Linked DNA regions of Anas platyrhynchos: region 1 is linked to region 2. Evidence: chromatin contacts called from public Hi-C data. All regions are on one chromosome and are shown on one strand. Each heading gives the region's core, a stretch centred on a gene start, on an enhancer-like site or on the middle of the called end of the contact. The rest is flanking DNA. Distances are from core to core; before and after follow the strand shown. Region 1 overlaps OAT (ornithine aminotransferase). Region 2 overlaps CHST15 (carbohydrate sulfotransferase 15).

What was found. A called contact is a pair of places that touch in the nucleus more often than the background predicts.
Region 1: a Hi-C map of small yellow follicle shows a contact between it and region 2, with 6 times the contacts expected there. The contact joins two enhancer-like sites. A contact is called at or near these places in 5 of 8 Hi-C or Micro-C datasets (F1 follicle, F5 follicle, skeletal muscle and 2 more).

The regions. Positions count from the first base shown.
Region 1 is chr6:37,699,725-37,706,738 of IASCAAS_PekinDuck_T2T, reverse strand. It overlaps OAT (ornithine aminotransferase), which reads left to right. Exons shown (of 10, transcript XM_027460290.3): 10 at 371-569. The coding sequence ends at 531. Among named protein-coding and RNA genes, the nearest start is that of OAT, 15 kb to the left of the region's middle. Within about 2 kb of position 2,313, at least 5 of the 8 cell types and tissues checked have an H3K27ac peak or open chromatin away from gene starts, as enhancers often do. A contact at or near this core is called in F1 follicle, F5 follicle and small yellow follicle, where this site is marked.
Region 2 is chr6:37,530,396-37,537,348 of IASCAAS_PekinDuck_T2T, reverse strand. It overlaps CHST15 (carbohydrate sulfotransferase 15), which reads left to right. Exons shown (of 8, transcript XM_038181451.2): 7 at 804-951; 8 at 2,239-2,857. The coding sequence ends at 2,429. Among named protein-coding and RNA genes, the nearest start is that of CPXM2, 45 kb to the right of the region's middle. Within about 2 kb of position 4,913, at least 4 of the 8 cell types and tissues checked have an H3K27ac peak or open chromatin away from gene starts, as enhancers often do. A contact at or near this core is called in F1 follicle, F5 follicle and small yellow follicle, where this site is marked.

The DNA.
Region 1 (7,014 bases), core at 1,064-3,563, 170 kb before region 2:
AGTCATGCACGTGATGTGCTGAAATCCAGGCATAAAAGTAACCTTGTCTGAGGTCCTATCCAGACTTCTTATTTTACCTGCCTCTTGCAGGCTTCCATTTCTAGTTTTCTTTGTTTAATCTCTTGTTACAAGTAGGCAGGCTCTCATCTGTGAAAGAGCAAAGCTCAGTTTTTGCAGCGGCCTTAAATATTCACTGCAAATTCTGGAGAGCTGCTCAGATGTCACCACTTCATTTGTGAGAAAGAGCACATGATATTTGATTTTTCTCACTACTAAATGACAAGCAGTTTACAGTCTGGCTCCTCATACCACGTGCTGAAAATGCGCCACTTCCTCTGGCACGGTGTAAATGTCTTTCCTTTCATTGCAGACTACGATGCCTGGAAGGTGTGTCTGCGGCTTCGCGATAACGGACTTCTTGCCAAACCTACCCACGGTGATATCATCCGTCTGGCACCGCCTCTGGTGATTAAGGAGGATGAAATCAGAGAGTGCATCGAAATAATTCATAAGACCATTCTGTCTTTCTGAAAATGTGGCTTTTAAAGAGTATCTGCTGACTGACCCGAGCTGGTGTGTTGTTATATGTGCGATGAAGCCTGCACGTGAAGCAAGCATCTTTAATTCCTTTTATCTAAGAGGACTTAAGTCTTTAAAAACAGGAAAAAAAAAAAGAAAAAAAAAAAGCTATGTCTTTTATTTTCTTCAGAGCCATTATAATTTAATAATGATTTTAAAGAGCTTCCAATCTTGGAATACGTGGAGATGAAGTGATGAGGTTCTGTTCATCTAGTCGAAACTTAACCAAACTGAGTCAGAGTGTTTGAGGGGGGCACATCTGTACAAATCTGCTTAATTATTGAAAGTCTTGGCCAAAGTTTAGAGTATAACTTATATACATATATATATATATATATATTTAGTAAGGGTGCTCTTGAGCTTTCAGAACTCTCCCAGGCATCACATTTGGTATTTTTGCCTCTTGGTGAGATGCTTGTAGTGGGGAAGCGCTTGCCATTATGGTAGAATTTCTGTTTTTCATTTACAGATAGAAAAAAAAACAATGCTGAAGATTTCACAAACTGGGTGTTGTGCTGGTGATCTTGACAAGCATCAGGCTGTGTTCCGTGTGTAAAGCATTTTGGTTTTATAACTCGAGTTGCTGTTCTCAAGACTGGTCTCTGTGTTTGGCTTTGCAATCTTGTAAAATAGATCTGAGTATACAGATCTGTTTTTACTGTTACAGAACTTCCTATAATCTGGATGTTTCTATTAAAACATGCCTTGCTTTAAAAAGAAAAAAAAGTTAATGTGCAATTTAAATCCACAGTCTACTGAAAAAGAGTGAGCCCCACAGAAACTTGCAGTCACCTCTATCCAGAGCCACAGCAGTCTGTCTTTTTGTCTCTTTATATGGCAGCTCTTGCTGTTTGTTTTTCTTTTTTTCTTTTTTTTTTTTTGTTCCCTAGGATGAGTGCTTTACCATGCAAATGGTAAATAATGCTGTGGTGCTTGAAAGGCAATGCAGTTCATAGAAATGAACCAATCTGCCCTTCAGGACCCCAGTGAGTGCCTTACCCAGGTGTGTACCTTACTTGGTTTCAGACAAAATGCAGTCATCTGCCATGGATGGGGGAAGAGTGATTCAAGTTGGAAAGGTCTCATTTGTGCAAGGGGCAGTGTGTCACCCTGACTGTTAGCCTCAGGAATTAAATGCAGAAAGGTGTTGCCTGGGAAGGCTGCCATTTCTGCAGGCTGTGCTTCTGCAACCTAACAGGAAAGGTGAAGTAACTGAAAGAAACTGTAGTGGGAACATCATTGCTGGAGTCCTTTCCAAAAGGTGAACCCTCCAAAATCCTTAGCCAAAAAAAATTACTTTCATAGAGCAGTAGGGCTGGCAGGAGCCAAGGACATGATCAGGTCCGTTCCCCTGCCCCAGTTATGCCACTGGTTGCATAATTGCCTGAAAGGGCTTTAGGACAGAAGACTCCTTTCCCTGTTTCAGTGCTTCCTTGTCCTCACAGTTAGCAAGTTTCCTACCGTATTTATTGTCTGTGTCTCTCTTGCTGCCCATCAGGGCCACAGAACAAGTTATTGTCCTTCTGTACAACAGTCTTTAACACGTGTAAAGATCGTTATCATTCCTGTTTCAGTGGTTTCTCCTTCTCTCAGTAAAATTCTATTACTTTTCCTGCAAGGTAATGTTTCCCTTCATCCTTCTTGCTCTCCTGTGATTCACTGCTCCAACCATGCCCTCGCTGCTGCTGAGCAGAGCTGGACTTGTTTGTGCCGCCTGTGTGCTGTACTGCATTTCATGTCTAAGCATTGTCGTTTGGGTTTTCTTGCAGTGGCATATTTTTATCTCTCAGCTTGTGCTTGCAGGCTCCCTTCTGTGCGAATTGTTTTGAAGAACAGCTTTGAACCTGTTTGTCCTCATTTTGTTTGTTTGTGTAACGAGCAAGAATAACCCGCATGTAACATTTTGTTCTGGTTTATTGTCTTTCAGCCTCTTACTCAGAAGGTTTCTCTGGCTTTGTTATCGATTTCAGCTCTGATCTTGTCCAGCCCACTTTCCAGTTGCAGACTAACTGGGCCAAGTCTGCTCAGGACTTGATTTTTTTTTTTTTCTGTTTGTACAGCAGATCATTGCTGGCTGATCTCTGGGCTTTTTATTCATCCCATAGTTGCTTCCTGAATCTTGTTTCCTTGATGAGCTTACAAAAACTGAGGCATGTAAAGCCTTTCTGAAGACAAGTCAAAAACTCAAATTACACTTATTTAATGACTGGGTAATTAAGGATTTTTTCTTTTTTGACCTGAAAGTTGCCCTCAATTCTGCATTGTTTCCAGAGCCACAGCTACCATGTGAGGAAGGCAGGTGTGTAGTGCCTGCTGAAGCAGCTCAGAAATTCAGGAGCAGAGTTAAGAAACCACATACGTTGCTTTGGGAGTAAAGAAAGATCGTCTGCCTGTGATATGTAGCGTGTGTTTGGAGAAGGAGAGGGCAAAACAAGGGCTAACTTTACCGTGGAAAGTGTCTTTTTGTCTGTCTTCTGGCCAAATCCCAGTTCATGCTTACTAGATTTTAGTGACATGGCTTAAATCTCTCAAGCTCAAATGCAGCTGCTCATATAACTAATGGGCTTGTAAATCAGTCTCTGGGTTTGTTGTCTGGGATTTTAATTAGCCTTAGAAATTTTCTTCAGGGCTTCTCTTACCAAAAAAATGTAGACAACTAAAGTGCCTCCAACAGCTCAGCGCCAGAAGTTCGGTGCTTTCGTGTTTGTGCTTGTTGTACAAGTTGCTCAAGTGTGCTACAGCTCTGCCAGGCGCTGCTCCTGAACAAAGTTTGCATTTGAAGGATGCCAAAGTGGAAATCATTTACAAATTAGTGTAATACATACTCTGAAACGTGCAAAGAAAATACATAAGACGCTTCGTAAAATATTATGGGTTTGTTTCTGCATCCTAGCATTATAGAAGTGAAGAGGCGAGGAAAGCAAGCCCGGAGAATGCCCTTTCGATGCCTTCCCCGTACTTTTCAAGTACTTCTCTGATAGAGATAGAGATGCATCTTGATATGGAAGAAGGCATGGCAGTGACGCTTCTTTGGTGATGCTTCCTGCTGTTGTAATTGAAATTCATATTTAAAATGGGATTTGAAAGGGATCTGTGTGTTCAACACAAATTGCCTATCCAAACGGTGTCCATTCCTTTAGCAGGAGCTCCACAGCAATGAAATTTCCTGGAGGTCCGTGTGCATTTACAAGATGTCACTTCAAGCATTTGGCTCTAAAGGCTTAATCTGTCTCCATCATAGTGCCTGCACGCGTTCTGCTGTTTCTTTGTGTCGGGTATGGTGTATGAAATGCTTTCCTAAATGAACAGTGACTGTGCACTGAGTGCTGTGCAAACACGGGGAGGTAATCTAAGCACCCAAGAGCCAAAGCAGCATTCCTCGTGTGCCCAGAGCTGCCATTGACTTCACTGGAAGCTTTGTTTGCAAAAACAATGCCGAATTGTGCTATATGCCAGCGCTCTTTGCCAAAAAACGCGGACGTTTCTCTTGGCGTGAAATCATGGAATATGTATTCTGACAGAAAAATAAATCTTTGTTTATGGGCAAATGTAAACTGAGGTTTAAAGGCGCCACGTGAAGCAGGGAAAGGCAGGAGCAGCGCGAAGTGGGGAGGATCAGGAAGCATACAGTGCAGGATTCCTTTAGGTTTTTGTCTTTTCTGCTGGCAATCTTGGAGCCATGCTCATGGCATTGTCCTCTGGGATTCTTTACGGCTGCAAAAACCTGAATTTATGCACTCAGACAGTATGCCTGAAAGTTAAAATTTACCCCAATAGGTTATTTGCTTAAAAGGCCTCAAGTGCCTCTCAGTCTTCACCGGGTAAAGAACTGCACATCTTGAACCTGTTAGAAATTGCCATGATGAAGCAACCTCTGTTTTCTTTGCCTTTCAACAGCAGTGTTAGGGCATTAGTTGAGCAGAGGACGAGGCTGTAGTTTGTTTATTTATTTATTTTTGGCTGTTTCTTGTTCACGTTCTCATCTTTTCCATCTTCCTGGCAGCAGATGGAGCCAGAAGCTCAGCTTTACACTAGGAGCTTACTGCTGGGTGTAGGATTTTGGGAGTTTGTGACTCCTGAGGGCTCGCTTTTGGTCTTCACTGATACAGAAATGTGACACAAACTCCAGTCTCATCTCTGTGTCATATCTCAAACTGGAATTTAAGCAGTGCACTCGTGGCTAATCTTGGGTGCGGGGGACTAAAATAGAATTCCTTTATCTCTAATATGACAAACACCCGGTAATTCATAGCTGTCCCTGTTTGACTGATAGGGATGGAGGGACATCTGAGCGGGGGGGTGGAAATTTCCTTCCCAAAGAACTGAAGTAGAAGGAAGATGGAGGTCTGAGAGAAATCTTTAAATATTTCTTTACATCAGGAAACCGCTTTCTGTGGGCCTCCCTGTGGTGCTTTGGCCCAGAGTGGGGCACTTAACCAGCTGGGGTTCTTGGAGTTTTCTGGGGTTTTGGGTGTTTTTTTGGTCCCACCCCAGCCCATGTGCAGCCAGAGAGCTCACGGGGTCAAGGCATTGCTGCTTCAAGCACTCCTTTGTTTTTCTTTCAAGTGCAAGCTAATCTGCTTTCATTTTCCTCCTCGAGTCAGTCTGTTTGCATCCCGCAGCCTGGAGTGCCGAACGCTAACGTGGCGTGGCTAAGAGGTGACCATAACGAATCCTGCCTGGTGGTTGTTTCCCTCCCATGCTGTCTGTCTGTCTGCAGGGGCTTGTTTGCAGAAATCTGAGCAGAGGCTGTGCTGTCTGGAAAATCCCCGGGCTCTTATTGGCGCTAGTCCAAATAAATACGAGGAGAAAGCAAATCCTCCTCATTCCTGCACAAAATCCTATTAATTTGCTATGATTTGGGCTCCGTATAAAGGCCCTCGGGAGTACTGACCCTTTGCACGATGTGCAAACCCAACAAAGGCCTGGACCTTGGATGAACTCCCAGTCCTTCCCCAGGGTCTGACACGGGGGAGACCTAATCCTGCAGCTAATACCCAGAGATGGAGGAGAGCTGGGAAAAGCTGCCCGCGTTACACAACTCCACCTGAAGGAACGGGACGGAGGAGGGGGTAATTCACACACACACCCAGGATGAGGCTGTAGGAGCTGCCTCAATGTCCCGAAAGCCTTGAGACCTTCAAGGGAGATGAGGTCTGGGAGCACTTTCCTCCCCGTTGTACCTGTAGCTCTGGCTGGGGGCAAGAGGATCTATTTTCCTGCATAGCTTTTCATCTTTCACCCACAACACCACTCAGCCACGATTAAATATGAATTACTGGGTGTTGTGGGAGCGTTCGTCAATAATGGGTGAACATCTCAGCTGCTCCCAGAGGGGCGCTTTGTGTTGTCTCTGCAGGAACAGAGCCTTTACGGCAAGGTTAAAGGCAGCGTGAGGAACATGTGAGGAAGGGACTGATGTCTGCGTGTGGCTTCTCTGAAATTAACCTTTGAAAGCACGAAAATGAAAACAAGATTAAATGCCTATCGGGCAGGCGGTGCTGTGTGGCCGCTGCCTTTGTAACGGGCTGTCTGCATCTCCCAGGGCAGCCTCCCCAAGCAGGAGCTAACCCCCAAAACATCATTTTGAAATATCCCTGCTCTTCGTGGCCCCGCAGAGATGAACCAGGACCTGTAGCGGGGTTCCCAGCTCTCTTACCCAGCTCTGCTACCCTACCTCGGTGGGCAGGTGGGAGCTGCAGGACGCACAGCTCCCGGTTATATTTCATCCCACGGAGGGCACGTGGGTGCTTTTATCCTGCTGGGTGTCCCAGCTCGGCGTGGAGGCAGCCACCAGTCAGACTTTTCCAGCCGCTGGCTGTTCCTGACCACCCTCCGTGCGGATCCTCGCCTGGGCACCACATGGGGAGCCGGGGAGCGTGGGATGCTCCGAGCCCCAGCCGTGCCCTCCAGCCGGTCGGGGGCTGCTTTTTTCCAAGCTGCAAGTCACCCGTTTGCGGCTCGCATGACAGCGGGCTGAGCTGGAACAGTTTGGTTTAATCTCGTCTATTCTGCGGGCCGGTGGGTGGCCACGCGCTCAGCCAATATCAAGCAAATTAAAACCAAAAAGAAGGGCTGGGAACCACGGCGCTGGCTGGGACCTGCTTCCTCGTGCTCAGCAGCTTTCCTTTCCTGCTAAATGACCCAGACACTGGGCTTTGTCCACCAGGTTTGTGTCTTCCACGCTGCTGAGCCCCTCTGTCCCGTTGCTGTGTGCCCAAAGCTGGTTGCAACCTTCAGGCAAAGCTTCTCCGGGGCTTGCACGCAGCAGCAGCACCCCTGGAGAAGGCTGTTCTTATTCAGACAGCTCAGCAGGATGTTTGCTTTCTTTTTCTCCTTATTTTTTTTAACAACAGCCTGACTCACACCTCGCTTGTATCCTGTTGTACGCGCCTGTTGCTGTTTTTCCATTGTGTGTTGAGGTTATTCCTGCCC
Region 2 (6,953 bases), core at 3,664-6,163:
TATGGAGGCTTATTGTAAAAAGCAGCCAAAGACACAGCCGAATCTCACATCGTGATAACAGTTGCTTAGCAATAATCCAAAAATTGGCTTATTTGGGGGAAATTTAGGTAGTTTAGGTACATGAGTCTGAGTAAGAAACGAAAGAGACTTGTTATCTGTCTTCAGTACTGTGGTAATGAGACTAAAGTTGTTAAGTCTCTTTTATGAAAGACACTTATGACTTGGGATTCATGTTTCTGTCTTTTGAGCCTGACCGGTTTTAGATAATTATAAGCACAGTCAGAGGCTGGATTTTTATATTGCAACTTATCTAAAATTTAGGAGGTTGGAGGGAAACAGGTCAGGACAGGCTTTTCCCACCCATCCTCCTCCTCTCTGGTTTGCACAACCTGATGCTTTCAGCGTGTTCTCAGCCGACACCACGAACGCTGACGAGCAGCCACTGCTGCAGCCTAGATCTAGATCTGGAGATCACAATCAGAGGCCACCGAGCTTCTAGGAGGCAACGCTGTTACGCAGAGCTGCGGCTGATTCAGCAAATGCTGCAGGAAGGAGTGCGTGGTTCAGGTCCTTCATAAAATGTTTCCACTCGTAGATAGGCCATTTGCAAAGATTTACATAAGCTTCACTGAAAGCAAGAGTAAGATTAATTTTTTTTTCATATGTTTTCATAGTCCTTCCAGAGAACATATTTGGGATTTTTGCCCAGAAGACATATGTGAATATTGGTTTGTTTTTGCTCAAAGTGATGTAAATTAATTAGATTTTTTTTTTTTTTTTTTTTTTTTTTTTTGTGCTTATAGGTAAGGTTGCAGGTTGGGCTTTATGTTGTCTATCTTTTGGACTGGCTGACTGTTTTTGACAAAGATCAGATACTTGTTCTCCGCTTAGAGGATCATGCATCAAATGTGAAATACACCATGCACATGGTGTTCCAGTTTCTGGATCTCGGTAGGTGTCCTCTGGCTGTTCTGAGATAAGTACAAAAAATCATTATTATCCTTCTTAGGTCATTTTTGCGATATTAGCAGACAAAACAAAAGCATGTGAATCAGTCTTGAAGGATTCATTAATCTTGTTGCCTTGAGTCAAGCAAAATTAAAATTCCCAAATTCCCATAGAACGGTTGGTGTTAGAAGAATTTAATAAAAGTATATTAAAAAAAAATAACATATTAAAACCTTTCACATTGTAGGGATCTATCTTATCAGACAGAAGCCGGTCCTGCTTCTGAAGGCAGTCAGGGCTTGTTTGTCATGGGCTTACATAGGTGCAAGAGCTATCCCACGCGATTTAAACAGCTTCAAGTGTTACCAGGTTGTGAATGCTGTTGCCAGCTAAAACTGATCCAGCATCTAAATGTGGGTATGTTGAAAGGTTGTGTTTTTAGCTGGGGAGAAGGCAAAAACTGTGTTTTTGCTGTGTTGACTGAGACATCTGTTGCTAATCCTTGGAGAAATGCTGGCAGACAAACTGTTGCCCAATGTTGATTTGACAGTAGCGAGAGGATGAAAATGTGGCTGCAAAATAGTCTGACTGGTCCAAACGCTGGTCTAGATGATGAGAAAGTTTGAATGTGGCAGATTGAACAGATGAAGAGCTTGGCATCTTCTTCTTGAAGATGGTTTATGCTGGAAAAGTCTGTGGGTGCTTATCTTTCTGAAGTACGTTGTCAAGGGCTAAGATTTACGCCTGCAATATCTGTGTTACGTGTATATATATCCATGTATATCACTATACCTGGGCATCACTTTGATCCCACTGACAACCTCAGAAACAGGCAAAAAAAAAAAAAAAAAAAAAAGGAGGGGGCGGGGCTTGTACAACCCATGAGTGAGTCTAATGGAGTTTCTACCAGGGAGTAGACAAGTCACATCATTAAGTGAAATAACAGTAAAAGAAAAAAAAAAAAAGAAAAGAATTTAGATTCCAAAATGGACAGGGAGCATATTCAGTGTCAGTGTTATTTTCTGAAAACAAATCTTTTCCTCTAGAAGTGACTTACGGTGTTTGTTGTACAGATGATTAATTAATATGAGAGAAAAACATATTTCCATATTTACCAAAAATGATTCATTTCACTAATCTAAACCTGTATTCAATATTCTGAAACACTGTCTGTGCTAACACAAATTCCATTTGTCTTCACTTGGCAAACCTTCCAACTTATTCATTTCTCTTCTTTAGCATGGGTATTTTTGGGGAAGAATACTAAGATAATATTCTGTTTTTCCACAGGACCTCTAAGTGAGAAACAAGAAGCTCTGATTACAAAGAGTCCTGCATCAAACACTAGACGACCTGAAGACAGAAGCCTGGGACCTATGCTACCAACAACAAAGGCAATTTTAAGAGATTTCTACAGGCCTTTTAATACAAAACTGGCACAAGTTCTTTTTGATGATGCTTTTTTATGGAAAAGGACATAATATGTAAATTTAGTGCCACAAATACAGTGCTTAAAGGAGTTTTTATTTTTTTAAATTCTATTTTTGTGCGTGGATATTTACATTTTTCCCATTCCAAAGAGAAGCCGATTGATGAGATGAGACTCTCACCTTCAGTCAGCACACTTCATGACAGTTATATCACATTTTCCTTGTGAGAATGTAAAGCATCTTGCTTATGAGTTTCTTGCAACTTCTTTTGCCCCAGCAGAAGTGTAGGATGGAAAAGCACTAGGCGATGTCTTACACTCTCGGCTGGGATGTAGAAGTTTAACCTTCTCTAAGATGCTGCAACATGGAATTAGCATCAATTTCTTACAATTACACTTATAATCTCATTTTCAATATATATTATTCATTCATTTTTTCAAACTATCAGTGTCATGTAGTCATTAAATTTTTTAAGTGAATTCAACCAAAAATTTTGTTTCTTTTTGTCAGCATGTTCACAAATAGTCTTCTCTCACACTAAGGTTTCTATGTCTCCTTAATTCTGAAAGTAACTTTAATAGGTAATTGCATTTACATAAATTTCAAAGTCTAATTTATGTCTTCAGTATAAATAGGCTTTCCTAGCCCCAAAATCAAAAGAAATTTTATATTCACATAAGAATGGATGACAGAAATTTAAACAACAGTCCACATTCAATGTTTAGTGTAGCAAATCCATTTGCCTTCCACATTTTGTTCATGTAAACACAAACATGTATCACCTATTCATATCATTCACATTTTCCTAGGAAACCACTATCAGGCTTGATGTAAAGTCAATGCTGGCCATAGAGAGCTTTTATGGAGTTTTCTCTTCGGTCCTACACAAGTGCTCTACTCCATTGCAAAAAGTATGCATTTTTAAATCACTATGAAATCTGGTCATTAAATGAATTAATGGACAGGATACACCATGTCATGCATCGTTATGGAAAGGATATGTTAAATAATGAACTAGTTGCACACTGTGTACATCTAGTTTAAAAAAGGCTTGAAAATAGAGACTTGAGGAAAAGCTATTATAAGGATGGTGGAGAAACTTTGGATTCAGTTTGGAGTCTGGAATGCCTAAAATAAGAAATTTAGGTAAGCTGTTCTGGACAACTAGAACTGTTTAGTTCTGGTTCAGAAATGTTTATAGATCAAAACTACTTAGAGGAGTGAGAATGGATTTTTTTTTGTCAGTCTAAAAAAAAGTATTATGGCAACATGAATCAGAAAGTCAGAATCAATTCACCACTAAAATTTTCACTCTATATTTTATTTATACTACACATTTCTGCTAGCTGTTCTCTGAATTAGAATCAACGCCACATGGCCAGTAAAACTTTATGGAAATTTTATTAAACATAACTGCTATGGACACACATTTCTGTATTTCTGTTTAGTTGCCAGCTACAACCATGATCTGATACTATCTTAACCAACCCTAAATGCTAATGAGTGTCGTTTTCATTTAGTGTGAGCATCAATTCCCTAAACAAATCATATGCACTAGTTTGGGCATGGTGCTGAACATTAATTTCACCAATGGCCAGGGAGCTTCTCTATGTCCATTGCCTACTTGTACAATGTAAATTAGAACGTGCTTCAAGGTCAAAATTTCTGCCCTAGGTTGAATCAGCCCCAGCACACTGCTAGATCACAATCTTGCCTAGTTATGGCTCACAGGAAGGGGAAAGGTTGAGGGTTCCCTGTGCAAAGGAGGACAGTGATGGCATCTCAAGCAAGGATAGGTTCAACATAGAGCCGTTGGTGCTCAAGGAACCACCTTACGACACTGGGTTATTGAAAGGCTAAATATTAAAAAGTAGAAAATTAAAGAGGGCATCTCTTGGGAGGTTTAGGGGGCAGGGATGGAGGTGGTGGTGGTAAGGATTTTGTTGTCTGGTACAGACTGGAAAAAAATATTGAACTGGTGACTCAGAATAAAATAAAATATCATTTGATCTTCCTGAGTAATGGCAGGTGTCAGACCCCTTTTCAGTACCACTGCCGTTCAGTGGCTTCACTCTGGCCTCACAGCAAATCTCTACACGTGACAAGGCTCATCCAAAAATTTTCCAGTCTCTTTACCTTCCTGTTGACAGTTCTAGACGTGAAAGAATATGATATTCTTGTTGTTATGCACTGTAGCCTTGACTTGTCCTACATCCCAAGAGCAGTAATTTGCCAAGAATTTAAACTTACTATCAGGACAATATGTTTTCGTGTTTGCCAAAGTGTAGCAGTGGCTCTTTGCACAGAGCTCAGAAAATGTGTGCTTCATTCCCTATTTACTCTTATCTCTGCTGAACTAAAGTAATCAGGCGAGGATGCAGCCTTCCTGAGCCCAAAGGCACTGAGGAAAGGGTCGTTTCCAAATGTTCTTGCTGCTACTGCAGAAGAATGCGAAATGTGCTTTCTGTAAGACCTTGCATGCTCGGGCCAAGCACGTTGGCTGGCTGGAAGACGCACAGTGAAAACAAAGGCTCTCCTGCTAAGAAAAACAGGCACTGATTTACAAAGAAAATGATACGCTGTTATCTGCTGAGTCCAGAGCACAGGCTTGTGTGCCTCAGCTAAACAAACTGAAAACAAGCAGCGGGGTTGTCACGGATCTGAATACAACTTTCTGCTAAGAAATTAATCCATCTTCCAACCAACGCTCTTTTATTATAGACGAGGCACAAATGTGGTGCAAAAAAGTAATAGATATCTCCCAACAGATAGTCCTGCCACAGGCAAGCCCAACCAGGCTTTTCTGAGCAGTAGTTTTCTAACAGAAACGCTGGTGTTGCAGTACCATCTTGTGGCTAACGTGTGCCATAGGTTGTGGGTTTGACTTTTTTTTTTTTTTTTTTTCATTGAAAAAGGAAAAGGCAGGTTAAAAAAAAAATCCAGTTATTTTCAGATGTCCAAAGGGCATCAAATGCCCAGATTTTCTGGCTCCATTTATTGTAGCGGTGCTTCTAAGTATTAATACATGCATATCATTGCCATTAATACACTTGCCAGACTGCTGTCCTGAGAATCCTGGCTTACAGAGGTACTGCTACAGACTTTGATCCACACTTCTCTCTGGACCAGCTCTCTGGCACGGCCTCTGTCAAGGGAAGGATGTCAGCAGCAGCAGAGGCTTGAGAGATTTTGGCAGTGTCATGCTGGGGACCCCTGCTTTTAAGTCACGGCTCCTGTGGAAACTCTGCCTGCTCTCTGTGCTGCCTCCATCAACTGAAAGGCCCTTAAAATGATTGCCAGAGTGGCAGGGGCTTAATGGAGTTCGAGGCTGAAATCTGCCGTTGAAAATTAGAGTCCTGCTGTGTACACACTAAGCCCCAATTAACAGAAAATAATGTTTTAAAGAGGCACAAACAGCAATCAACGTATCGCATTTCACAGGAAGGAAATGCTTCCTGTCCCTCACCCTCACAGCTTCTGAGCATCCACTTGCTGAGCAAAAAAAATGCCTGTATAGGGCAGTGAGCTGGTTAATGCCTCTGGGGCTGGGGCACTAACAGCACTGCCTGGCACAGGATGCTCACACCAGAGCAGAGGGACCATGGGGACAGCAGGGGTCCCCAGCCCCTCCTGCTCCCCAGGTACATCCATCTGCCGTGCATGATCTAGAGGAAGAATGCTGAAAATATAACCCTAAGAGCTTTAAAATTGGCATTTAGTCACTGAAGTAGCAGTTGCTGGGGTAACAACTCATTGCATGGCAGTGGTGGCATTGCAAGTAGCATCTTCCCCAAGGAAAACACAGGCAAGCTATCATTAAGCCGTTCACTATTAAAACGGAGTGCAGACTAATTCACAGTTATTTCCTCCATCTGGCTGTAGTGCACACACTTAGAAAATGATCTCTTCTTCTACTTTAATAATGAATGGGAATGAGCAAAGGGAAGGGTTGAGCTTGCACTCAGAGCATTGCAGTAGAAGGAAAAACTCATCCTGGGAGCAGCTCCTAAAACTTTCTTTATTTCAGGCTCCAGGGGCCTAAACCACAGATGACTTGCAAATAATGTGAGCTTTAGCTTTTGATAAATCTAAAACCAGCACATCCCAATTATCAAATATTTTACATTTTATATTTTAAATTTCCCAGAGACCAAAGGCCTTATTCACCAGTGATGCTCACAGCACAGCCAACCAAGCTGGGTCTTTTCCCCCGGTTTTTGAACCAAGGACCAAAGGATGTGACACAACAGTTGCAGGAAGGTATAGGAGGGGGAGACATAGGAAAGAAGTCTTGCAGTTGAGTCAAATGAAATCCTGGAGTGGTGAGAGAAATCGATTGTGCAAAATTGCACTGAAGAAAATAAAACCAAGCAAGGTAGCCAAAAAAATAGAAGAAATTGGACAGAGAAATAAGCAGAAAGAGGAGAGACATGCAGCTGTCAGATGGAAAGGAAGAATTGATTTTTTGATCAGCTGAAAAGGCTTAGGACAAGAAAATAATGATATAACTTGGGGAAACCATGTTGCCTTGGCTGGAAAGGTATCAGCTGAGCTCACCAGGGACTGGGCTTTTTG